7 separate regions of the Sus scrofa genome follow, and all the other regions are linked to region 1. Evidence: chromatin contacts called from public Hi-C and HiChIP or PLAC-seq data. All regions are on one chromosome and are shown on one strand. Each heading gives the region's core, a stretch centred on a gene start, on an enhancer-like site or on the middle of the called end of the contact. The rest is flanking DNA. Distances are from core to core; before and after follow the strand shown.

Region 1 (3,458 bases), core at 571-3,070:
GGAACAGGAAGAACAGAGAAGATAAAGGAAGAGACGAGCCTCCAAACAACATTCAGGGAAAAGGCTGTGCCAGGGGCTACAGGGACCTGTGTCTGGGTTCACTCTTCATGGGCAGAGTCCGGGCAAAGGATGAGTCAGGTACAAAAAACAAAGCGGGCAAGATGGGGTGAGTGGTGCCTGCTGATTAGGTTTGATGAGCTCATGTCTTAAGTAGAAAAGGAACGTGATCAGTTCTGCTTCTGAGCCCCGCGTGGAAGATAGCTAAGGAGTGGGCCAACCTGAAGATGGCACCATCCTGGAACACAGCCCTGAAATACTCTGTCCTGGGCCACTGTGTCAAGAACCACTCTCCCCTTCATCACATGGCACCAGAGTTCCCAGGGAACAAGGCTCTCTCCTCTGTTGAGAGCTTGAGCCGGCCCCAGAGGAAGAAGCATTAGGACTAAGCCCTGCATCTTTCTGTCCAGTTTCCCCCGTGCCTTGAACTTCTACCACCTCCCTTCCCTTGCCAGCAACCTGGAGGAGAGGAAACTCTACCCTGATTTTTTTGTTGTTGGTTTTTTTCTTTGGTTTTTTAGGGCCACACCCTCAGCATATGGAAATTCCCAGGCTAGGGATCAAATGGAAGTTGCAGCTGCCAACCTACACCACAGCCACAGCCACATGGGATCTGAGTTTTGTCTGCGACCTACACCACAGCTCACGGCAACGCCAGATCCTTAACCCACTGAGCGAGGCCAGGGATCGAACCTGCATCCTCATGGCTACTAGTCAGATTTGTTTCTGCTGAGGCCAGGGATCGAACCTGCATCCTCATGGCTACTAGTCAGATTTGTTTCTGCTGCGCCATGACGGAAACTCCCTATCCTAATTTTAACGTAGGAGCCACTGAGACTTGCATATATTAAGTGACTTCCTCCAGATCACACAAGACTCCACCCATCGCTCGGCCACCAACTTTGCATCTCATCTGCACCCACCTGTCTCCATCAATCCTAACGAGTCAGTCAGCTTTTCCCATCCCTAGGCCAGACACCTCCTCAAATAACAAACTGATTGATCTCTAGAAAAACCAAAGGCCAGTTCCAGTGGTCAAACACTGCAAGCTAGAGAGTTTCTCCCAAAAGTTCTATGGGAAGCCCAAGAATTCTGAATTCCAAAGCCAGCCAAATTTGGATTTCCTCTGTAAAGAGACCATCCGTCCCTGCAAAGAACATACCCTACCCCGTGTAGTTAGTTCCATGTTTCCTAATAACTTTTGCTTACACCACAAAATTGTCATAGATTATGGAAACACAAAAGCCTTGGAAAAGAAGAAAAAAAAAAAAAAATGTCCCGAGGCCCCTGGAAGTCATTATTCCTTCCTTTAGCAATTGCTGAGTTAAGCAGCAAAAATATGGTTTTCATCGTGCACCCCTCCCCCACCCCCCACTCTCTCTCTCTCTCTCTCTCTCTCTCTCTCTCTCACACACACACACACACACACACACACACTCAGACACACTCACATAGATGATCTGCTGGACATATGTTCACAAGAAAGCGGGCCTGTGGGGTGGGAGAAGATTCACATGTTGTGAGTCAAGAGCTTGAACATTTGAAAAGAAAAAGTGGGAGAGGGCGGGGAGTTTGCAGCCCTGGAAATGGAATATCCAGAGGATTTATTGCCTTTGAGTATCTCACGAGGCATTTTTTTTTATAAAAATCTGTAACTTATGGCTTTTTTTTTTTTTTTTTTTTTTTTTTTTTTTGTATAGGGCAGTAAACAAGAGCTCTGAAAGGGGAAGGAAGCCAGGAGAAAGCCAGCTCCATTAGTCACGCAGCTGCATATCCTGTCACAAAGGACCCCAGTTGAGTAATCGCCCAAAATATGCCTGTTATTTTTTTTTTCTGTCAGAAAAAAAATGGGGCCTGCCAAAATGTACTGTAAAAAGGAAAAAAATCTAGTCTCTCAGCCCCAGAGGGGGAAAGGAAAAGAAAGAAGAAACAGACGTGACTTCTCAGCACTTCTAACCCTTTCCCCAACTTATCTTTAAAAGAAAAAGCCCTCAGACTCTTCACAGCGATGGAGCTGGCTGGAAAAAAGCTGGCTCTTTGAGATGCTCCAGGTCTCAGAGGCCGTGCAGTTCCATGGTGCTGAGAGCTTAGAAAGAAGAGGGCCGTCGGAGAAAGAAGGAGAAGGACAGCCCCCAGCAGAGAGGAAAGAAGACAGGCCAATTGAACGAGGCCTTTGCTGGACCCAGTGAGCGAGCTCTGTCCCACAGGGAAGCTGGGCAGCCCCCTCCAGTTTCATGAGCATCGCATGGGCCCAGCCTGTGGCCGAGCACGCTTTTTCTGATGGCCTCAGCGAAACCACCATTGTCTCCAGCCTCCAACGTGCCCTAGGCTGTTTGGGCCACAGAATGGACAAGAAGAATTTGTGTGGCTGGACATCTGACTCTGGGGAAGTCTGAAGAAGAGGATCTGGAAAGGACCAGAGCTGCCTCCAGTCTCAGGAATTTCCCCGAATTGGCTTTGCAAAACCCCTCCATGCCAGGCTCCTGGTGGGGAAACTGAGGCACAGCCAACGAAGCTGTTCTGAAGCCTGGTGCAGTGGCTGCCTCTCTGCCGCACCCTCATTCCCTTGGCTCTCAGGATCAGGATGCGCAGAGCGGTCAGTCCAAACAGAGAGACTCTTGGAAAGTCGCAGCTTTCCACCTGCTCACATTCTGGTCTAGTCAGAACTGTCCACGGGGAAAGGGGTTGTCTGAACCCAGGTGATAAAAAAAAAAAAAAAAAGCAGGAGGTCTTCTCCTTAAGAAAGAGAATAGAGGCCAAAAGGGAGGAATGGGGAGTTCCCGTCGTGGCGCAGTGGTTAACGAATCCGACTAGGAACCATGAGGTTGCGGGTTCGATCCCTGCCCTTGCTCAGTGGGGTAACGATCCGGCGTTGCTGTGAGCTGTGGTGTAGGTTACAGACGCGGCTCGGATCCCGCGTTGCTGTGGCTCTGGCGTAGGCCGGTGGCTACAGCTCCGATTCAACCCCTAGCCTGGGAACCTCCATATGCCGCGGGAGCAGCCCAAGAAATAGCAACAACAACAACAGCAGCAAAAAAAAAAAAAAAAGACAAAAGACAAAAAATTAAAAAAAAAAAAAAAAAAAAAAAAAAGGGAGGAATGGGCAGAGGCACTGCTTTTGCTCTGGGCTGTCTGGAGCCTGTCTTCAGAGAAGCCAGCCTCAGCACCACAGGGCAGGGCTGGGAGAAGATCCTTTCTGGGAGCTTCTGTAGCTGCCTGAGTCCTAATCTGGCTGCTTGACTTTGGGGTCAGGGGAACTCCAACTTCACGGCCAAGTCCATCCCCATGCCACTTGCTGCAGGGAGGCCCAATTTTACCCAAAGCAAGGCCTTCCCAGCTCTTCCAGGCCTTTGAGCCCTGCCCATCCTGTCCAAGGCACAATCTCGAAGCCAGTCCTGAGC
Region 2 (3,458 bases), core at 649-3,148, 410 kb before region 1:
GAAGCCTGTATAATTTGTGCCACTTCATGCTGTTTCTTCAATTATATTTCTTCAGAGTTGTTGGTTTCCTCAGCAACTTTGGTCTGCATAATTTTGTGGATTCTTAGGTGGCTGCTGGATTAAAAGTTTCATGAAAGAAAAGAGACTAACTCTTCAAGTTGTTTTGACTCTTTATGTAAGAGCTTCTTATTTTAGGGTCAGTGGACCCCTCACCTCCTTGAATGGATATCCATGAACTCAGATAAGAAACAATATTACACTCCATTTTCGCTAAACTTGTAATGAAATTGTTTAACATTTCCTTCCATTCCGAAGGAAGACAACACACCACAGTTGTATTAGCAGTACCTGTGATTTTAAATTATTGATACTTGACTATTTCAATTGTTCCAGATATCTTGAAATATTCCTTATACTTACCACTACTTTGACATTATCGTGATTACATTAGGCCCACCACTAGATTTTGCTGTTTAATCAATTAAGAGGCATATTTATTAATATTTCGTGTATTCGAAAGTTATGTCTGAAAACTGGATTTCCATAAAATTGGTGTCCTTTGTGATTGTCCTAGCCAGTGTTGCTGGCCATTTCTGTCATGCCCCTCACCATCTGATGTCTGCTAAGTGTTCTCTCTGGAAAAGAGTAGGAAGTTTCTCTTTGTATTTTATTTTATGTACTTGGAAATATTTTTCTGAGATGGCTTCCATAGCTTTCATCAAACCACCAAAGGGATTGTGGCTTGAACATTATGAAGTCTGTTAGGTGAATGCATTGGGCTTTATGAATACTCAGGTACTGAGTAACCAGGACGTGATTTGGGAGGAGCTGGAAAAATAGTCCAGCATGTACTTCTCTGTGGCCTTGATTCCTTCATGTCTGGAATATTCTGTTTCTCCTCCTAGACAGAACTACATCCTCCCTTCTCCTTCCTTCCCCCTTTCACCTAGTACCTCTCATTTCTTCCTCATTCTCTCTCATTTTTATTTCTTTTTCTTCCTCCTTCATTTAGCTCCTCCTCCTCCTTTTTTCTTCCTTTTCCTCTCCTTTCTAAAAATATGAATATCTTAAAGAGTTTTGTGTTTCAACTATTTTCAAAAAATGCTTCCTCTTTTGGATCTAAGAATGAATCCAAAGATGGGGGGGGGAAGAGTTGAAAGCAAGCATTAATAACATCAAGAAGAAGTAAGATTTGCCAACGATAAGTGTAAGGTAACTACCTGGAGATCATTAAGAATTCACCTTGAAGGGCATCTATTTGGTGTGTTGGTCTGGCTCCAGGAAGGAGCCTGTGCATCTTGGTTCTGGCCCCATAATTCCGAGTCCTGTTTTCATGTCTGACTTACCTGGCTCCTTTTTATAAATTGTTTGCCTCATAAGATAATCATTTGCTCTTAATTTTCCAAGTACCCATAGGGAGGGACCTTTTTGAAAGAATGAGTTAATCAGACTGTATTACTGATTTGCAGTCATTTCTTTGGGATCGGTTCAAGACTATACATATTTATGGGCAAAAGTTATCACACAGTTTTGTTTAAAGTGGAACTTTTGATGCCTGAAATAAGTTAGTGTTTAGTTTCTGAGATTCATGGTCTCACCTGTCTGCTGAAATGTAATAGTGATTCATCTTAGTCATTGGTCATGGGTACCAGTACCTACTGATACCATCTGTATGGCTTTAGCATTTTTCCTCTTTTCCTTAAAGTAAGTCCTGTCTGGGATAATGCCATTTTTCTACACTAAAAACATTAGCTCGTCTTACAGCTAACATAAGCTGAAAATTAGAGGTGCCTGGGGGAGGGAAATGAGGCAGATGGATTGTTTACACGAGTGCTATAGTTTCACTTTTCATGCACCAGTCACCTTGGAAGAATGAATGCCCTGTAAGTTTGCCAATCAGATTGCTCCAGTCATCTCTAAACATTCCATTTGGTTTATTAGAATAATAAATACTGTGCAAAGAGAATTCATCTGGATCCAGGACATTATTCTGTGGTCAACTAGAGAAATATGTGCTACACCTTACCTCTGACTCGATTTGGTCAGGTGACACATTGAATTTGACAAGTGGATACAGATTTACTCTCTTTGGGCATTGACTCTGAGAATAGGTCACTGGAGTTACAGCTTGTGTAACTGAAGTTATAGCATCTTTGTTACCTCTCCTAGCCAATGTTGGTGGCCATTTCTGTCTTGCCCCTCACCATCTGATGTCTGCTAAGTGTTCTCTCTGGAAAAGAGTAAGAAGTTTCTCTTCATCCTGCCAGGCAGATTTGGGCATCTGAAATCAGCCCCAGAGAAGTCTTACCGAAGAGTCCATTTAAATGTTTCATCTGATTCGATGACTATGACTCTGAATTCATTTCCGTTTGGGAAGTGGAAGTTTTTAGGGCTGGTTTTCAGATCCTTCCATGTGTCCCTTCTCTTACTCACCCTTGTTACAGCTGTTCCCACCCATACCTCTGGTGCTCTTGGGGAAGAAGCTCTGTGAATTACACTGCTTCATCATAGCAGTTTGGGATTTTCTCTCACCCTGCTTTCTTTATCTGTAGAGTCCCTCTTCTCTGAGATCAGCTCACAATCCTTCTATGTCTCCAAGCCCTGGGTCAGATCCTCCCTCCTTCACAAGCCTATCCTACTGTCTTAATCTCTCACCACCCATCTCTCTTGCTGTGAAACTTTAACAGATCTGACAGTTGATATAAAAAGTTAGACTTTGGGCACAGGAAGCAATCAAATTGAGGCAGATAAATACTAAAATCATCAATATAAAATTTGGGTTTATTCATCTAAGACATATTAAAAAGATCGTAAGTAATCAGTATTTCTATGAACAAAGCTCTTACTTTACCATTTGATTACTGGGGGCAAAAGTTCTAGAGAAAAGTAATAAAATCTAAGATGGAAAAAAATTAGAAAATGATCAATGCAGTAGTCAGATTAATTGCAGCATTATTTATGAAGGGAAAACACCCTCAATGTCTAACAGTGGTGACTAGTTCCTTTAATACTATGCTTCTATTAATTGATAACAATTTAAAGTTAAATGATTTTAAATATTTTGCATCGGTAAGAATTTTGCCATGATGGTAAACAGTAAGAACAGAATATCAAATTATAAAAATGTGTATATATGGATCAGGATGGAGCATGGATAAATGAAAACAGTTGACTTGTTAAGTTAGTGCATGGGTAGTTTTTTTAATTGGAAGATTTCCATTGTAACAATATTATAAAACCCTGAAGTTTATTATAAGACTATATTAGAGTTTTAAGTGCTGTTTTCTATGAAAATTTTTGACATCCTAACTCAGTTATAAGCTTTGTAAAAGTGGGGACTCTTTGCCTTTTATTTCTACCATAGACTGTTTTTTGAAAGAGTAAACTGGGGAGTTCCCATTGTGGCCCAGTGGGTTAAGGACCCAGTGTTGTCTCTGTGAGGATGCAAGTTTGATCCC
Region 3 (3,458 bases), core at 503-3,002, 390 kb before region 1:
AACTGTGTGCTTGGAGGCCGAATACTGGGAAAAACATGGAATATGGGGTCTAAAGACTTTTATCTCTCTGAATCGTACCGTCCCAATAGCATATACTTATCACAGGGTTTGGTGTGAAAAAATGGGTTAATCTAGATCAAGTGTATTGTGTGGAATACTGGCCAAGCGACCAGATATCTTGGAATGAGTTGGATCATTTTGGATCTCAGCTTCCGATCCTGTATCCAGTTCCCTCTACTGATAGGGCTTCCTCTTACCCTGATGCCTGGAGTGAACAGACCCTTATGAACTAGACACCAGTGCTACCATTTTTTTTTTTTTTTAGGGCTGCACCCATGGCATATGGAAGTTTCCCAGGTTAGGAGTTAAATTGGAGCTACACCTGCCGGCCTACACCACAGCCATAGCAGCTTGAGATCTGAGCCATGTCTGCAGCCTACACCACAGCTTGTGGCAACACTGGATCCTTAACCCACTGAGCAAGACCAGTCCTTATGGATACTAGTCAGGTTCGTTAGCGCAGCGCCACGACAGGAACGCCCTACGATAACTTTTATCAGTGGTTAAAATGGACTTCTTAAACTGGAGCTGGAGGTAGGATTATAATGGCAGAGCTACTGTGTCTTTGGAACAGTAGCTCATTTGACCTTAGTAAACTTTGATCTCTTAAGACGGATCATTCATTTATGGCTAAGAACATCACACATACTTGTTAGGTCCCATAGTGAGTTTTTAGCAATAATTTCCTTGGGATCTGCCAGGTATCAGGTGCTGTGCCCGTGGCACAGAAGTGAATGAGACAATGGTGCTTGTTTTTAAGGTGTTCCCAGACTAGGGGGATGGACTGGTATGAAAAAATTAATTGCACAGTGTAAGATAGTAAATGCTATTCTATTGGTATGAATCAAGTAACCCAGAGAAGGAAAACGATTTGCTCTGGAAGATCAGGGAAGTGTTCACAGAGGAGGGAGTGGATGGCTAATGCTCTGAGGGATAAATATGACTGCTCAGCAAAATACGGATTATAAATACAGTGATGTTGGAATGCACAGTAAATGAGATGTCATGCCACCAAATGGGATAAGGTGTATGCACAGGGTTTGTAGATGGTGGAGAGATGTTCCCCTCCTGTTTATTCTTTATCTCTTCCCCAACTCATGAGGAATGAGGAAATCCTTGTCTAGCAAAGTGATCAATGTCTGCACTCTCGGAAATACATGTTAGAGACTTCCTTCTCTGGAAGCCCATGGCTTTTTGATCTGAGTGAAGTTATCAGAGGCCCTGTGGTGTAAATGAGCAGAGGACAGGCTCTAAAACAAACTTCTAACTCCACCACCTAAGAGCCGAGTGCCTTTTGACAAACAGCATATATTCCTGGTGACTTTGATATCTCTATGAAATAGAGTTAATCACAGCCCTGAATGCCCAAGATTTGTTGCCTCAAGTGCGCTAATAAATGTGAAGGCACTCTGTAAAGTGCTATGAAAATATGTAAATATTTCTATTTCATCAAGCCATCAGCAAACCGTTTATTTAGGTAGTTCTGGGTACTGTGCAGAGCTGCAGAGACAGAGGGCTCATCTTTTAGGAGTACAGAATCAGGGTTCCAAATCAGTTCCAAAGCAGGAGACCAGAGCCTTGAGTTCTCATTGAGTGCCCGCACCCCAAAAAGCAGACTTGTGAATCTGCCCCTGTAGGCTGCGTCCGAGGATCTGTGTGCCCTTTAGCTGTGTCAAAGGCAGCTCCGAAAGGGGAAGTATATTGTGCTCTCAGGAAAGACATTGCTTTTTTTTTTTGCTCTTTGGAAATGTTTGCTCTTTTGGTTTTGAGCTCTGAATGTGAACAATCCAGCTGATTCAGATCCCCAGAGTAGCCCTAATCATAGAAACCTTGTGACAACCACAAATATTAAAAACATACCTCAGTGTAGGCAACTACATAGGGCAAATACAAATGGTATCATAGGAACAAAAATCCCCCTATGCAAACCTAGAATGCCATTGCATCTAACATGAAGGAAATGATGACGGAACATGTTTACTGCTAGAACATTCCAAGGAGATAATTAGCCTTCTGGACAAAAGCAGTAGAAAGAGATTAACAAACGGCAATAATTTCCCTTGTTTATGGAAAGTAAAATTGGGGGATTAGATTAACATCACATTTTAAAATTTTAATTTACATACATTAAAGCATATAATTTGCTTGAGTTTTGGCAAATATGTAAACCCGATAACGACACTTCCATCACCCCCAAAATTCCCTCATGTTCCCTTGCAATCAGTCCCCTCCCCTGACCTCAGGTAAACCCTGTTTTGCCTTCTGAAACTCTAGTTTTGCTAAAGTTTAATTTTAATTTCTATTCTGCTGAGTAAGGATGGTATTTTGCAGAAATGACGATAGTCGAATACTGTCAAAATTTAGGATGAGAATCCTACCTCCTTTCAAAGGCGCAATTCCAGTAACTTCTCTGAGCCTCAGTTTCGTCTTATTAATAAGGACAATAACAGCTTTTCTCCACATCTCAGAAGGTTGCTATAAAAATCCAAAAAGAGGAGTTCCCGTCGTGGCTCAGCAGTAATGAACCTGACTAGTAACCATGAGGACTCGGATTCGATTCCTGGCCCAGCTCAGTAGGTTAAGGATCCAGCATTGCTGTGAGCTGTGGTGTAGGTTACAGATACGGCTTGGATCTCACGTTGCTGTGCCTGTGGTGTAGGCCAGGCAGCTGTAGCTCCAATTCAGCCCCTAGCCTGGGAACTTCCGTATACCACAGGTGTGGCCCTAAAGAGCAAAAAAAAAAAAAAAAAAATCCAAGGAAATAATAATAGATGAGAATTAAGTGTTTAAGGATTTGATGGACTATGTAGCAAAATATTAATGTTAATCAACAAGATAGCACTTCTAGATAGGAGCCATTTTAGAGAGGAATTTCCCTCCAGAGCTCCTGGAGTACCTGTACCTAGAGAAGAGTCCTCCCCATGGTTGTAGAGGAAATGCCTTTGACACAGTCGGCTCACGGGCCTAGTATTCAGACTCATGTTTCTGTGGTTGATAATAGAGGATTAGAATCTATTCAGCTGATATATCTGAGTTAACCTCAGATTAACCATATGTATCATGTTGGGTATGAATATAATACAAAAATTTCATATTTTTGCTGTTTTTGCCATGTTTAATCATCACAAATTCAGCAGTTTATTTCATGCACACACTGCCACTGCCCAGACCATGAAGCATTGAGTTTCACAGTTCCCATTTCACAGGGATAAAACTGAGCTTTTCAGATGTCAAGTCGGGTGCCAGAGGCTTCAGTGTAGACTCTCAAACTACTGTTATAAACCACTGTCATTTTAAACAAGTGACCTCAATGCCATTTCCATTGGAAACTGAGTGGAGAGTAGAGACTAACATATAAAGTAAAGCCTCTGATTGGGTTCTAGGCATTTCTCCGTGGG
Region 4 (3,458 bases), core at 276-2,775, 340 kb before region 1:
TCAAAACCACTCTTTCAGTTCCAAGCAGCCAATTACAATTGTGATTGCCTCTACCTGGTGAAGTCTAATATCTGTATGCAAACTGCACTGCATGTGGGGGCTTTCCATCTGCCTCCTTTGTGAATCTCTTCTCCTTTCAGTGCCTCCGAACTTGGGCCCCCAGAGAGGAGGACAGCAGCTGAATGTCATGCTCTTGGGCCCTGGCCCAGACATGCGTCTTTCTGGAAGGATGACTGAATCTCGTTCTTCAGTCTAAAGTTCCTCTTGATTAGCGGCCCTTTTTGTTTGTTGTTTTTAAGGCAGCTCTGTCTTTCCTTGGGAGCTCGCAGGGATGTGTTTGGGAGCCCCTTCCAGCTGGGAAGCTGCCCAACTCCCACAGCTGAGTCGGGGGATGGCTTCCCTTTAGTTCCGCTGCTGCCTGTGGATGACAAGGACTCCACTTCCAGCCCCGGCCACAGCGGCCCTTGTCTGCTGTGCAAACTTGGCTCTTGTCCTCTGGGTTTTCATTCTCCAGCCATCTGGGCATTTTGAGCACCCCTCTTATCTTGGTACCTTGGCACTCAGGACCCCATGCCATCCTATCTCGGAGATGAAAACAAAGGCATCCTTAGCTTTTGGCCTGCCCTTTCCCTAGAACCATGGGAGGCTGAGTGACAGTCAGTGAGATTGGGGGGTGGAGGTGGGGATAGGTCTGGAGTGAGGGAAATGGTTTCGTGGATAGAAAGCGTACGGAACGGTGTGACAGTAGCTGGCATTGACCAGGATGCCTAGTGACTGGTTTTCTCCTTTTTCCCTTGGCTCTTTTGAAATCAGGGAGCCAGAAGCCTGAAGCCCCCTGTGGCCTCTAATGGCTGTAGCTTCTCCAGGCCCGGCAGCCAGAGATTAGGTTCTAGCGAGAGCTCCATGCCAGCGGAGTGAAATCTAGCTCCCTACTAAGAATTCTACGTACATCACCAGCTTTTAAAATTCCTCCTTCCTGAGCATTCTTGTCGTGGCTCAGTGGAAACGAATCTGACTAGCCACCATCAGGATGCAGGTTCGATCCCTGGCCTTGCTCACTGGGTTAAGGATTCAGCATTGCTGTGGCTGTGGTATAGGTTGGCAGCTACAGCTCTAATTCAACCGCTAACCAGGGAACTTCCATATGCTATGTGCACGGCCCTAAAAAGACAAAAGACAAAAGACAAAAAAAAAAAAAATTAAAATTCCTCCTTCCACCTCCCCAACTGCTGATCTGGGGAGGGTTTGGTCAGGGTCCTTCACTCTTCAGAGAAGTGTCTGGAAAGATCAGGCTAAGAGTGCTGACAATAAGATCCCCATAATCATTCTGCCCAGAGAAAAATCAGCATTTGATGAAAGGACAGTTCCACTGCCTGGTTTACTCCTCCTCCATTGTGTGCTCTCTGTCCCTGCCCCCCCAGCCCTCTGACCTCTGACCCCTGTGCACTCATTCAGATCCCTCACCCTGTGCAGGCCTCATTTGGAGATGGTTGACAAGGTACTGCCCAGCCAAAGAAATGCAGCCCAACAGTGTTGAGTCACTTCCGTTTAGACCCTGGTCATTGGGTGTGGCTGCAGCTTCTTGAAAGGCAGCCCTAAAATACTCGCCTCTTTTCAGAGAATCTGATTTCACCTTTGGCTGTGGATCATTTGCTTACTGGCGTTCATTCATATATTGGAAGCCTGAAGCCTCCACACACTTGATTCTACAGAGCAGTAGTGTAATACTAACAAGACACGTCCTGATTATGGCGCCAAAAAGGTGATGCAACCTCATTTCGCACCAAAGCGGGTGGGTCTGTGTATTTATGTTTTCCTAGTTGAGGCAATAGACCTACAGGAAGGGTCAGAACTTCATTCAGGATCGCCCAGCGAGTCCAAGTTTTGATCCTCTGGTCCCCATGACAGGCCATAGAGGTCACTTGCCTGCAGAGCATGGGAGCCATGTCACTGGAACCATAGGTTCTAAATATGACTTCCTCTCCCCACCTACTGCCACTGTCATCCAGTTGCCAGAACCCAACTGGTTTTCTGCAGGACGCCAGCTAATGGCACTCTGCGGGGGTTCCGCCTGCAAGAGTTTCAGTCTTTGTCTCTTTTCAGGTGGTACATTTCAACCAAGAAGATAACTCTTCCCATGGAAACTTAACTCCCTCTCATTTTCAGGGTTTCTTTCCAAGAATCACTCCCTGTCAGCCCCTGGTCCTCTCTCTAGCAAATTGAGAAGAAATAATGGTATAGAGACCGATCGTCGCTCTAAATGCACGTGAATGAGTGATGCCCTGAACTTTTATGTCTCTGTAAATGAGTGGAAAAGGAATGCATATTCTCTGGCACAGGCTGGCTCTACCACATGGTTTGAAGTAAATGCCGCTTTATTTCACATTAGGAAGAGAGGCTTGGAGCAGCTTGGCAGCAGATCTGTGGCTGGGTAATTAATCTAAGAACTATAGTTTCTCCCACATAGGAGATTAAATACCGGTCTTTGGTCAGATCAAAGCGGGCTTCTTGGATGATCTGATCTTTGCAGGAGACCCCACGTTGGCCCAGCACAACTGTCTCTGCATGTATGGCTCCTTTTGTTTTGTTTTGTTTTTTTAAAAAAAGAAAGAAAGGGAAAAAAAGACCATTTTCATGTTTACACAATTAGGCCTGCCAGCATTGGTAGCTCTTTAGACCCCACGTAAAACTTGAGCTTTACTCGTGCTGAGTAAACATGGATTTTTTTTTTTTTTTTTTTTGATCCTACTAAAACAAGTCACTGTATCTCAGAGTTTGACGAAAAGTGAATGTTCATTTTCTGAAAGGGAACAGCAGCATTTCTCTTGGGGGGGCCTTATAATAAATAACATCTTGGACTAATCTGGCATTTTCTTTAGGCGTTCACCCATAGAGTTTATGTAATCTCTCATTCATTTTCTTCATGTCTCATTGAGACAGTTTGGATACTGGTGGTATATTCTTCATTGGTAAAATGGAAAGAACCAAAGTGTGAAATTCAACTTAGACGGATGACAAGAGAGAAGGCAGACATTTGTATGACCAGTGTTGGCAAGGTGCTGCCCAGATCTTTTCAGTTTTGTCAGGGCCTGCATTTCACCTCCCCAAGGAGGGGTTCTGAACAGTGTATAGCCTGGGCCAGGGTGCATCAGGCTTGTGGCCAGGTGGAACTGGAGCAGTCAGTGGAACTGGTTCCAGATTCCCAACCTGGCACTAATTCTATGCTAGTCAAGGAAGAGTTTTTCAAATCATGGTGTGAGACTAGGGAAAATCCACTGATGCTTTGATGGTGGCCTTTGGAGATACCTTGATAATATTTGAAACCATTCCCATGGCAGGCCCAGGGAGAGGTCTTTCTTCAGCACCATCAGGCAGAAGAAACGGGGCCTTTCTGGCTGAGTTGACCTGTGGGTGGGCCCTCTAGCACGTGTTTCTCATTAGGAATGCAAGAGAGAGGA
Region 5 (3,458 bases), core at 594-3,093, 300 kb before region 1:
ACATTTGGTGTGTTGATAATATGTTATTCTTTCTGCTTATCTGTGGTTTCTGAATTTTCGTCAGTGTTAGAGTCAGAATGTGGTAAGGGTGCAGGTGGGGACTCAGGACGCTTCCTGGCTGCTGTGTGCTGGCTCCTCTCACCTGTGCCCGCTCCTGCAGGGCTGCCTCACTGGGCTCATCACCTAGGCCTTAGCATCACTCTGTGGTTCCAGCGGTGGGCCAGGGCAGAGGGCCAGGGCTGGTGTCATTGCCCAGTGTTAAAAAAGATGCTCTATCACGGTGTCTCCACCAGGACTCCAGGAGGAGCCGGAAACAGGCTGCGTGCGTGCGTGCATGCATGTGTGTGTGTGGTGTGTGGTGTGGTGTGTGTGTTGAAAGGAGAGGCGCCAATTTAGTAAGACTCAGAGCCCTCCCTTCACTGGTGAGCGGCCATGTGCCCAGGTACAAGATGGAAATCACAGAGCCCCCTAAATAAAAGGTAAAATCCATGATGTGTTAGCATCTTGGAGAGAGTGCTGTGCTCCAGGGAGACCCTCTTCTGACCCGGGCTGCCCTCCCTTTTTCTGCACAGGCTCTGAATGGGGGCCCCAAGGTAGTGGGCTCTTTCTCGGATGCCCGCGGGGTATGGCCGAGTAACTGTCCCTTTGGCATGTGCTTGGCCTTCAGGTCGCCATCAGGCTCCTCCTAACACGTTCTCGTCCGTCCTCTGCCATCCTCTCTCCTCGCAGGGCTGCACTTGTGTCCCTGTCCCCCGCCCTCCTCCCCCGGCTCCCAGCCACCCCCTCACCCCATGCCCGCTTCTCCCCTCCCACTCCCCTCCTGGGCCCCAGAAGAGCCCTCTCTTGACTCAAGACACCCATTAAACAGAGTGAGACACTAACAATCGGCGGGCACTTTGTGAAGAGGGCCAATTAGAAGGCGGATTGACCAGAGCGAGCCGCGGGACGTCCAGAAAGACGCTTGGCTTCTGGGGAGTGGGAGCCTAATCCCGTTACTGGCCGGCGGGAGACTCCGGGGGCCGCGAGCCTCATCCCTGCTGGGCCTGGAGGCATGTCATTGGACGCCGGCCGGGCCTGGAGGGCTCCGCTGGGCAGCAGCATCCCCCCACCCCCGTCCGCCCCCAGCCCCCCTCGCGTTTCTTTTCTTTCGCAGTGACACACACTGCAGTGCCTCTGAGGTCATTTGTTTCCCACAGCCTCACAGGGCGCTGTGGCAACCAGGGGGACAATGATCTCTCACAGGAATGATGGGAGGCCTTGTTTTGCCTTAAATAAGCCCCTTCAAGGGAGCAGTAAGGTCTGTTGTGTGTGCAGTTTTTTTTTTTTTTTTTCCTTTTTTCAGAAAATCCTCTTGCCCATAGTTCCAGTGTGAAGTACTCAGGCAACTTCAATCGAAGACGTGAAGAATCGTGTGTGTGTGTGTGTGTGTGTGTGTGTTTAATTTTATTTTTATTGCTGTTTTGAGCCTAGGATCAGGTTTTCCCTTCTGCCAGTTTTCCCACTCATGCTCCCGAGACCCCAGCGTTCTTTGGAGAGTTTTAGGCAGGAAGTGGCAGGTGTTGGGGCAGAGACGCCCATAGCTCCGCGCTGGCATTCTCACTGCCCTTGACTGGCCAGGCTGCCCTGGGATGAGTGCCTCAGAGCTGTGGTACTCTGGCACTTGGCTCAGGCTCTCCTGGGCCTGCAGGAAGTGCTTGGGCCTGGAGATGGAGGGCTGGAATTCACAGCAGAGTGAGCGTGAGCTGGGAGAAAAGGAACTTTGAGGGCCCCTCCGACCATCAGCTTTAATGGCACTGCTTGTATGTGGAAAGAAAAGGGCCTGTATGTGAAATAGGGAAAAAAGAGAAGTCAGATTCTGTGCCGGCTTTAGCTGTTTAATGAGGAACGATGTGAGGTTATTTCTATCCACACTCTGATAGCACCGCTGGAAAGCAAGGAGCCATCGTATTTGTCTTATGATCCCAGTGTTTTCGGTCTTAAGACCTATGAGTTGGCTAATCTTTCGAGCTTGCATGTGCATGCATTATTATTTGTAAAGGCTTTTTATTTGGTGAATTATGGTGCATCATATAATCTAGATATTTCATCTGGAGAAATTGAGGCTAGGCAGATTCAAGTCTTTCCCCAAACCACACGATGAATTAATTTCAAAGTTTAAGATGAAAACCCAGCTCCTTTAGTTTCCAGATCATTAACTAATCAGTGTGGTCTACAAATTCTTTCTCCTTGTTCAAAAAAAAAGAAAAGAAAAGAAGAGAAAACAAACAGAAAAGGCAATCAAGACCTTCTCTCTCATCTAGGCCATATGTACTATCAGAAACTGTCTGGCTGTCTAAATTATATTTTAAAACTATCTTCCTTTACTTTGTATAAGTCATACTCCCAACTGTTTACAAAATGTTATCACCTCTTTGACATATCAGACTCCAAAACTGTTGGCTTTATGACTGGCCACTAGAAGAATATAATATTTTCCCCTTACCTTTTCATTTCCTGACTTTTTTCCAGTGATAATTTTAATACATTTGTGAAATACTCGGGCAGGAAGGAGAGTTTTCCAGATGTTCCTGTTGATTGCTCTGTTGCGACCACAGAACAATTCAAAGACTGGTATCGCTTTTTTTGTAAATTGAAGAAACATTTTTTTTTTTGATAACTAGATATCCTTGAGCATAATAAACACTTCTAAGATTAACTCTTAACAACCCCAGTGTCATTTTAATTGTTCAGAAATTCTGAAGTGGGAGTCCTGGAAGTTCTGATAAATGGATTGACATATTGTCTTATTTCTCTGGACCATCTGTTAAATGCTTATTCTCAACTGTTCATTAGCTTCAAATAACAAACAGACCACAGTCAATTCCCAAAAGATACCCAGTGTCTCTCTCTTACAGTAAGAGGACATTGGCCAGACCATCTTTTCTCTGGCCATAATGGAAGTGTTCCAGTCTTAACTAAAGCTAGACCAACTCATGTTTAGTATTCTTATTAAGGAAACAGCAAAAATAAATATGTCACTAACATAAGGTCTATAGCAGATGATGAATGGCAAAAGAACACCCCTGATCTACTGTCCTTGACAAGCTACCTTCTGAGATGTTTGACTCTAAGGAAGTGTAGCTTGTCCCTGGTTTGCCTGGACTCAAGCAGCATTCCCTCCGGTTCTTCCGAACATCTCCCCAGAGGCTCTTTGCCTCCTGTCAAATCGCACTGTGTCTTCCAGATGCACAGGAGATGAGTTTAAGTCCAAAATGGTTAGGGTTAGGGTCCAAAATGTTGAGTAGCTAGAAACTGGCCATGGCGGCTTTGGGAGCTGGTAAATAAATAACAGGCTTGTTGTCCCACACCCTGGTTTAATGCTCTCAAGAGGTTCTTATGTTGCTCACATTAGTGGGCATGTAAATGAAACCCCTGTTGGCCTTGGCAGATATTGGCCTCTTCTGTGACCTTGTTTGACT
Region 6 (3,458 bases), core at 474-2,973, 280 kb before region 1:
TCTTCTGATGGTATGTGGATAGCTTCCTGGGACATGAAGGTGACCTGGTTAAAGCCTGAAAGGACTCCTGGGGACAAGTTGGGGGGGTGGTGGGAACCTCTTGTTAAATCACTAGCACGCTGACTCATGGCTTTTGGGCCCATCCCTGCTGGTCTTTAGACTCAGAACGCTGTGCTTTCTGATACCAGCTGGACTTTTTATATTCATTGTATTCCTTTACTTTACTCTAATCCTTCTTTCCAGATAAGAAACCAACTGAAAAAAAAATCAATTAATTCTTCACTTGCTCTTGAATTTCTCCCCATTGGAGCATCAGTGCCTCTTTGCTGCTGATTCTCCTTCTGTATTTTATTCTCTTTGGATGCTTCTGAGTTGGAGTCTTATTAATAAGCAAGATAAAAATACAAGCTAATTATTTAACTGGTTTTTTTTAAACAAGCTAATTAGTTACCTTTTCAAAGCATCGGCCGTAAGTTTACAATGTTTCCCATTCAAGCTTTTTCAGAATTTTTAGCCCTGTGGTGTATCCTGGTGTACCGCTTGTTCTCAACCTGGAATGGTCGTGCCACTCCAGGGGCTATGAAGCTGGAGGGGGATGCTTCTGTAGGCCACCCCTAAACATCCTACAGTGCATAAGACAGCCCCCTACAACCAAGACTCGGTCCAGCCCCAAATGCCAGCAGTGATGAAGCTGTGAAACCGTATAGTGTACAACGCAGGAAATGCAACTGAACTAGATGAGGATAGCGCACCAGTTTCACTTCTTCAGGATACCCTCCTCTTTTTACGGGGAGGTTGTGTCTGGTTACTTCCCATGAACAACAGCTGGCCCTTGGGGTTGGCAAGTGTGTCCCACAGTGAAGGTTCCACTTCTAGAGAGGTTGCATTCGGTTCCCTCACAGTGTTACTTTCCATACCCAATGCTCAAGGTCTCCACCAGCATATTTTGCTGCCCCTCATGATCAGGTCTATGGTCAGGAGTAGAATATAAACATTTCCCCAGACATCCTTGGGTCTAAAGTTGACTCTGCTGGCTGGCAAGCCACAGACCTTCCAGCTGACGCTTTGACTATATGAGTCCTGGGGCCCTATTCTAGGAAGACAGAGGTAAGCGGGTAGTGACCCCGCTGGGTGGGGAAGTTTGGGAGATGAGCAGGGATGAGGTGTATACTTTTTGCTTCAAGCGTCTTTCTCAATATCCCTATTTAGGCCTATTGAATAATTCAGTGACCGCTTCAGTTTCTTCTCATGAGTCAGCTTTTCACTTTGTGAAAGCAAAACCCATTTGCATCAGTGAAGTTTCGCTTAATTTTTTTAAGTTTCTTATTACCTTATTGAAGGTGATAAATAGGTAAACTTTGGGTTGGGGGGTGGGGGGGACATTTACCAAAATGCTTCAGTCAGGGATTTATTTTAAAACTTCTTTTGCTTCCCAAGGGTCTTCGGTTGTTTACCTACTGGAGTTTGATTATTAAAGAGATTATTGTAAAAATGAACCAACTTTTGAAAGTATGAGACAGGATTTTCCAATATGGCCCAGTCCTGGCTGGCCTCTGTGCCAGGTGAGTCTCTGAGCAGCTGGCACAGTAATGCCACCTGGAAACAATGACCATTGAAAAAGAAACAGGGAAAAAAGAAAAAACTTTAAAAGAGCAGTAAATAAACTGTAAAGCAGTTGTTTGCCTCCCCCAGTGTCAAAGTCTGCTCTCGGTATGCGCGAGCCTCATTTATCGCATGTGATAAATGCTTAAGAAGGAAACTGTTCCACAGTCTATAGCTCTGACTAAAGGAAACTTATTTGGGGGTCAGAATAAAAGTTCCCTTTTCATGTGTTCATCCGCAGGTTGTAAGTTATACCCCTATGAGCATTCTTGCAGCTGTGTACCTTTTATGCAGTTGTTAGGAATTATATGTCGAGTATACAATCACAAGAATTCAGTCAAATTAACTTGCCTTTTTCCTGGAACCAAAGGTCAGTGTCTCTCTAGAGACCTCCTCCCCTCCCCTGCACCCCACCTGTGGGCTACGGTTATATTTAGAAAGCATGTCACAGCTTTTTTATTTTATTTTATTTTTTTTAGACAGGATGGTTTGTCTGTGACCATGATCTTCCAAGATGGACAGAGAGGGCTGGGTCGTTAGGTAGTGTGAGGACGGGGGAGAAGCTAGTGGGAGCTGGTTGCAAACAGAGACGGGAGCGTTAAGTTACTGCAATGGCCATCTGTCTCTGTTTTGCTAAGTCATTAGCTCGGACACCACATTGTGTTCCTGCTCACGTCCCCTGGCTATGCGCTGGATCCAGGTCTCGGGGAACAGTGGGACTGCTCAGCCTGACTCTCCCATCAGCTGGGCTGCCGCCTCCTGCGATGGGCAGCTTCCCAGGCCTGCAGCCTTCACTGCAGCATCACGTCCAGGCGAAGCCTTCCCTCAGTCCCCACAAGAACAGTGGAAGCTCTGCTTTGGACTCAGCTCATCCTTCCAAAAACTCTTAGAGCCAGTGTGATAGAGTTTGGCCTTTCATCCGCAAGCAGCCGCTTCCCTCCTAGCACCCCCTCAAGGCAATGGCAACTTCAGACTGACCGCCTGGGGAGTTTGAGGGTACCGTGTGTATGTTCCATCAGCCAGGTGCTCCTCCACTCCTCCTAAAAACACTGATGAGCACAAGAGCCCATCAGGAAGCTAAGAATGAGTAAGCCTAATTGGTCCCCCAAGACAATACCCAGGAGGACATGTCTTATGTCTGGTCCTAGTCTTGCATTAGGAACATCCAGTGATGACACTCATGGCACTTTTCTGAGAAGAGTTTTTCAGGAATGTGACCTTCTCTTCGGACAAGCTGGGTGGGATCTGCAAGTCACTTCTATGCACTTATTTTGACCTCTCTGGCCCTTGGTCTTCTCATCTGCAAAAGAGTGTTTGCTGAGGAGTTCCCGTCGTGGCGCTGTGGTTAACGAATCTGACTAGGAACCATGAGATTGTGGGTTTGGTCCCTGCCCTTGCTCAGTGGGTTAACGATCCGGCATTGCTGTGAGCTGTGGTGTAGGTTGCAGATGCGGCTCGGATCCCGAGTTGCTGTGGCTCTGGCGTAGGCCAGTGGCTACAGCTCCGATTCGACCCCTAGCCTGGGAACCTCCATATGCTGCAGGAGCGGCCCAAAGAAATAGCAAAAAGACAAAAAAAAAAAAAAAAAAAAAGAGTGTTTGCTGAAAAGGACTAGCTATTTTGTGAAGTCTTTTCCAACTCTAAAATGAAAGTATGCTGTGCTCGTTAATAGAAACGTGTACTAACATTGCCAGATACCGCTCTAGGCATTCAACATAAATGAACTCACTGAGCAGTAACTCAGTGGTAGGTACTCAGAGGTAGGAACTCTTACTAGCTCTAATTTGCACACACTGAGAGGTTAAGTGGTTTGTCCAAAGCAAACAGCGAATAAGTGGCAGAGCCAGAATTGAAAC
Region 7 (3,458 bases), core at 522-3,021, 260 kb before region 1:
CAGGTGTGGCCCTCAAAAGACTAAATAAATAAATAGTTTCAAGAAGAAATTTCAAACAGTTGGGGGGGGATAGGATATGTCACTTTAACCCTTCCCAGCTTTCTCCAAAGGCAATGCACACATCTGAGGGGGATTTTTTTTTCCTCTCTAGCAGCCAAGACTATAAAACTATCTGAAATTAAAAGTAAGTGGCTGTATTCCTCTGCCTCAGCCAGGAGAAAAAAGTCACCTGAAAAAATATCAACTGGTCAAAACATCCAATGATGACCATATATAATACTCAAGACTTCCTAGAATCCAGCTCTGGTCCTCTTGCTGCCTCAGATTCTACAAAGAGAGTAGAGAAGCAACGTTCCTACTGAGACAGCTGATGGCCACATTTTGAGCAATTCACTGACTTACGGTGAGCTGGTAGGATGCATGTTGTGGATGAAAACCCGTTTCACAGAAGCATCTTCCTGGCTTCGGTGGAATGAAGCCTACATTTACAAGAAAATGCCTCAGCTTCCCTTCAATGTTTGGGGTTTTGTTTTCTTTGTTTTGGTAGCATTTCCTTAAGGATAGTATGTGTTCTCTCCAGTGAGTGCATTTATTTTTAATTAAAGAATTCTTTTCAAAGGGTCAGGAGACCTAGCTTAGGTCCTTGCTCAGGATTTCTTTGCCATAAATGGAAGGTGGCAGGAGGAGAGCTGTGTTATTGGAGAAGAGAATCAGGGGCGTGGCATCCTGGGCAGCGCTAAAAGCTGTTTCTCTTCAGACACCCTTGTTCTGTCCTTCTCAAACCCATGTTTTCCTCGCTGTCTGAGAACCTTGATCATCCCTGTAAACATGGTGAAGAAATCCTATGCCGTATCCCCTAGAGAATTCTGGTTGATACATGCGTTTAAGAAGGACCCGTTTTTCTTTGTAGAGTCAGCATCTTCATCCCAGTTCAGGAAAATGTCCTATGCGCCGTCTCTGTCAGGGGACCTTACCATCTTGGTTTGCCCAGCACAGTCCCGATGTATCGCTGTTATCCCAATACACTTGCTAAAATGTCCCCATGTCATTTTCAGAAGTGTCCTGGTTGGATGATAACCACTCTATGACTATGGGAAACATAAAGTATTTTCTCCCCACAGGAAAACCAGGGGAGCTGCTTGAGTGGCTTCTGCTGACGCATACCAGTCTTTATCCTAGTGATTAACTAACTTTGTTTCCACCTTCTGCCTGGAGGATTAAGCCATCCCTCACCCTTGCATTCCAGAGGTTCTGATCACCCCACTCTTCTTGTCTTCTTCACATTTCTTACCTTCCTCAGCAATGAGTTTTATTGAAACGTGGACCAGCCTAGGTGTGTTACGCAAGATTCAGCACTGCATTCCCATCTTTCACCTCTAACCAAGAGACCCTGGGAATGAAATCTCCTGCTTTCCCAAAGTGAAGCAGCCTTATTCTTCACGCAGGCCGAATGCCTTCCTCCGTGGACAGATGCTGTTGAGGCAGTTATTGTGTGGTTTCACGCTTCAGATCCTTTATTTGTAAATCTGAAAGAAGACTAATAGCTTTAAAGTATTTTGAGACTCTCAAAGCTCAGAAGATTATAAATAACAAAAGATATTTTTTTTTTCTCAGCTAAAATGGCAGCACAGATACTGTGGTTACTTACTTAATAGATAGCGTGTGGTCCCTGGGCCATGCGCAGCTGATGGTTTTTTTCCAGTGCTCTATTTATAGAGCTAGGTCAGAAATATGACTTCCGTTGGAACTTGACCTACAGACCATTGTCAATTTTAAAGACCTGAGGAAGTAGAGTATATGCTACATACAGCTGGTTCACAGGTTCAGTTGATGAACCACAAGCACCCAAGGAAGTTGATTTTGCTGGAGGATAGGCATCTGAGCCTGTTTCAGTCTCATACATGATACCTTTTCCCTGTGGTCTCACGGAGCTTGTAGGTCATCTTGAATCTTTGTTCGACACATACGCTGTCCTAGGCAGTCTTCCTCCCTTTAATCCCACCTCCACCCTCTTCAGCGTTGGTCCCTGAAATTCTGGCTTTCTGCATCAAATAGAAAAAGAGCTGATGACCCACTAGCAGAAGTAACTTAGGCCACTCTGGGAAACTTGGAAAAAAGCAGATCTAAGTATTTCCCCACTTCATCTTCCTATTGGGGCTAAAAAAGTTCTCAGTCACTTCCTCAGTTCAGATGAATGACCCAACAAAACAACATATGCCGAAGCTCAGCAACTTCCATGGGCCTGGTTTCAAACAGGAGAAACTGAATTTAATGAATGATAATCCCCTTCTAATCCCTACCCTCTCACTCAGACTCCCATCTTTAAGCTTTGTTGTTATGAAGTTGTGTTTGCTGGGGCTTGGCCCCTGGCCAACACATGTTTACCCATCAGAAGGTTTTCGTAGGTAGGAGAGGCCAAGAAAATCCCGAGTCTGGAGAGAAATCTGCTCTTAGGAAAAGGACCAGACGTCTGCACTCACTTTAGGCTTAAATGGGTGCTGGGTAGGGTACAGATATTCAAAGACAGCACATGGAGTATTCTCACACTTCTGGAAAAAGGGAGGGGCAGAACGAGGAACTAATTTCTTGCATTAAAATACCATAAAAGCAAAGTTTTTAGTATAGGCAGGAACTCTGAGATCTTTTTGAACAACCCCTTCTTATCATGGATGAGGAAACTGAGGCTCAGAGAAGCAAGGTGACGGGTCCTTACCAAGGCCTGCCCTGCCATTCTTTGTTACATCATCCTCTTCTCCCACCTGGTCTCATTAAAATCCCACAGCGAAGTCAGAAACAGAACTCCAGGGTCCTGTCTGCTAGCCAGCAGCCGACCATATGCTATCATGCATTATATAGAACAGGCTTCAGGAAGTGAGGACCAGAGATAAGAAAGAGAATGTCAGATCCAATGCTAACATACCATCCCTTTCCCCAAACTTATTTCGGTACCGAAAACATTTGCCAGTATTTTAATTCTTTTTTTTTTCCTTTTTAAAATTTCTTCTCGAGTTTCAATAAGTTGTCTTTCATCTAAAAGGGCAGGAAGGAAAAAAAAAAAAAAAAAAAGGATTTTCCATCGTGGCTTCGTGGTAAGGAACCCGGCTAGCATCCATGAGGACGCGGGCTTCAATTCCCTGGCCTCGCTCCGTGGGTTAAGGATCCAGCATTGCCGTGAGCCGTGGTGTAGGTCGCAGCCACAGCTCGGATCTCAAGTTGCTGTGGCTGTGGTGTAGGCCGGCAACTACAGCTCCAATTCGACCCCTAGCCTGAGAACCTCCGTATGCCATGGGTGTGGCCCTAAAAAGACAAAAAATAAATACATAAAAGAGCAGGAGGGACCAAATGTCCAGAATATCCAGCCCTCTTAGGCCACGAACTTCTGTCTCTTCCTATTCTGGGAGTCACTGCTTTGTTTATACTTTAAAAAAAAAAAAAATCATGGAAAAGTCTATTCTCTT

What was found. A called contact is a pair of places that touch in the nucleus more often than the background predicts. HiChIP or PLAC-seq counts read pairs in DNA pulled down with a chosen protein or histone mark.
Region 2: a contact with region 1 is called in a Hi-C map of embryonic fibroblasts, with 7 times the contacts expected there. The contact joins two enhancer-like sites. A contact is called at or near these places in 8 of 47 Hi-C or Micro-C datasets (alveolar macrophages, embryonic fibroblasts, heart right ventricle and 4 more) and 2 of 2 datasets of contacts at active chromatin or transcription factors (alveolar macrophages and skeletal muscle).
Region 3: an H3K27ac HiChIP or PLAC-seq map of alveolar macrophages shows a contact between it and region 1. The contact joins two enhancer-like sites. A contact is called at or near these places in 2 of 2 datasets of contacts at active chromatin or transcription factors (alveolar macrophages and skeletal muscle).
Region 4: a contact with region 1 is called in an H3K27ac HiChIP or PLAC-seq map of alveolar macrophages. The contact joins two enhancer-like sites. A contact is called at or near these places in 2 of 2 datasets of contacts at active chromatin or transcription factors (alveolar macrophages and skeletal muscle).
Region 5: a contact with region 1 is called in an H3K27ac HiChIP or PLAC-seq map of alveolar macrophages. The contact joins two enhancer-like sites. A contact is called at or near these places in 1 of 47 Hi-C or Micro-C datasets (liver) and 2 of 2 datasets of contacts at active chromatin or transcription factors (alveolar macrophages and skeletal muscle).
Region 6: an H3K27ac HiChIP or PLAC-seq map of alveolar macrophages shows a contact between it and region 1. The contact joins two enhancer-like sites. A contact is called at or near these places in 2 of 47 Hi-C or Micro-C datasets (embryonic fibroblasts and liver) and 2 of 2 datasets of contacts at active chromatin or transcription factors (alveolar macrophages and skeletal muscle).
Region 7: a contact with region 1 is called in an H3K27ac HiChIP or PLAC-seq map of alveolar macrophages. The contact joins two enhancer-like sites. A contact is called at or near these places in 1 of 47 Hi-C or Micro-C datasets (embryonic fibroblasts) and 2 of 2 datasets of contacts at active chromatin or transcription factors (alveolar macrophages and skeletal muscle).

What each region holds. Positions count from the first base shown.
Region 1 is chr7:92,377,266-92,380,723 of Sscrofa11.1, forward strand. No RefSeq gene overlaps it. Among named protein-coding and RNA genes, the nearest start is that of ZFP36L1, 120 kb to the right of the region's middle. Within about 2 kb of position 1,821, at least 45 of the 83 cell types and tissues checked have an H3K27ac peak or open chromatin away from gene starts, as enhancers often do. A contact at or near this core is called in alveolar macrophages, embryonic fibroblasts, liver and 1 more, where this site is marked.
Region 2 is chr7:91,967,158-91,970,615 of Sscrofa11.1, forward strand. All of the region lies in intron 8 of RAD51B (DNA repair protein RAD51 homolog 2), which reads left to right. Among named protein-coding and RNA genes, the nearest start is that of RAD51B, 380 kb to the left of the region's middle. Within about 2 kb of position 1,899, at least 10 of the 83 cell types and tissues checked have an H3K27ac peak or open chromatin away from gene starts, as enhancers often do. A contact at or near this core is called in embryonic fibroblasts, where this site is marked.
Region 3 is chr7:91,985,844-91,989,301 of Sscrofa11.1, forward strand. The region is part of intron 8 of RAD51B (DNA repair protein RAD51 homolog 2); the gene reads left to right. Among named protein-coding and RNA genes, the nearest start is that of RAD51B, 400 kb to the left of the region's middle. Within about 2 kb of position 1,753, at least 15 of the 83 cell types and tissues checked have an H3K27ac peak or open chromatin away from gene starts, as enhancers often do. A contact at or near this core is called in alveolar macrophages, where this site is marked.
Region 4 is chr7:92,035,731-92,039,188 of Sscrofa11.1, forward strand. The region is part of intron 9 of RAD51B (DNA repair protein RAD51 homolog 2); the gene reads left to right. Among named protein-coding and RNA genes, the nearest start is that of RAD51B, 450 kb to the left of the region's middle. Within about 2 kb of position 1,526, at least 23 of the 83 cell types and tissues checked have an H3K27ac peak or open chromatin away from gene starts, as enhancers often do. A contact at or near this core is called in alveolar macrophages and skeletal muscle, where this site is marked.
Region 5 is chr7:92,075,203-92,078,660 of Sscrofa11.1, forward strand. All of the region lies in intron 9 of RAD51B (DNA repair protein RAD51 homolog 2), which reads left to right. Among named protein-coding and RNA genes, the nearest start is that of ZFP36L1, 420 kb to the right of the region's middle. Within about 2 kb of position 1,844, at least 17 of the 83 cell types and tissues checked have an H3K27ac peak or open chromatin away from gene starts, as enhancers often do. A contact at or near this core is called in alveolar macrophages, where this site is marked.
Region 6 is chr7:92,093,903-92,097,360 of Sscrofa11.1, forward strand. All of the region lies in intron 9 of RAD51B (DNA repair protein RAD51 homolog 2), which reads left to right. Among named protein-coding and RNA genes, the nearest start is that of ZFP36L1, 400 kb to the right of the region's middle. Within about 2 kb of position 1,724, at least 12 of the 83 cell types and tissues checked have an H3K27ac peak or open chromatin away from gene starts, as enhancers often do. A contact at or near this core is called in alveolar macrophages and liver, where this site is marked.
Region 7 is chr7:92,113,315-92,116,772 of Sscrofa11.1, forward strand. All of the region lies in intron 9 of RAD51B (DNA repair protein RAD51 homolog 2), which reads left to right. All of the region lies in intron 1 of LOC106507734 (a long non-coding RNA gene), which reads right to left. Among named protein-coding and RNA genes, the nearest start is that of ZFP36L1, 380 kb to the right of the region's middle. Within about 2 kb of position 1,772, at least 13 of the 83 cell types and tissues checked have an H3K27ac peak or open chromatin away from gene starts, as enhancers often do. A contact at or near this core is called in alveolar macrophages, where this site is marked.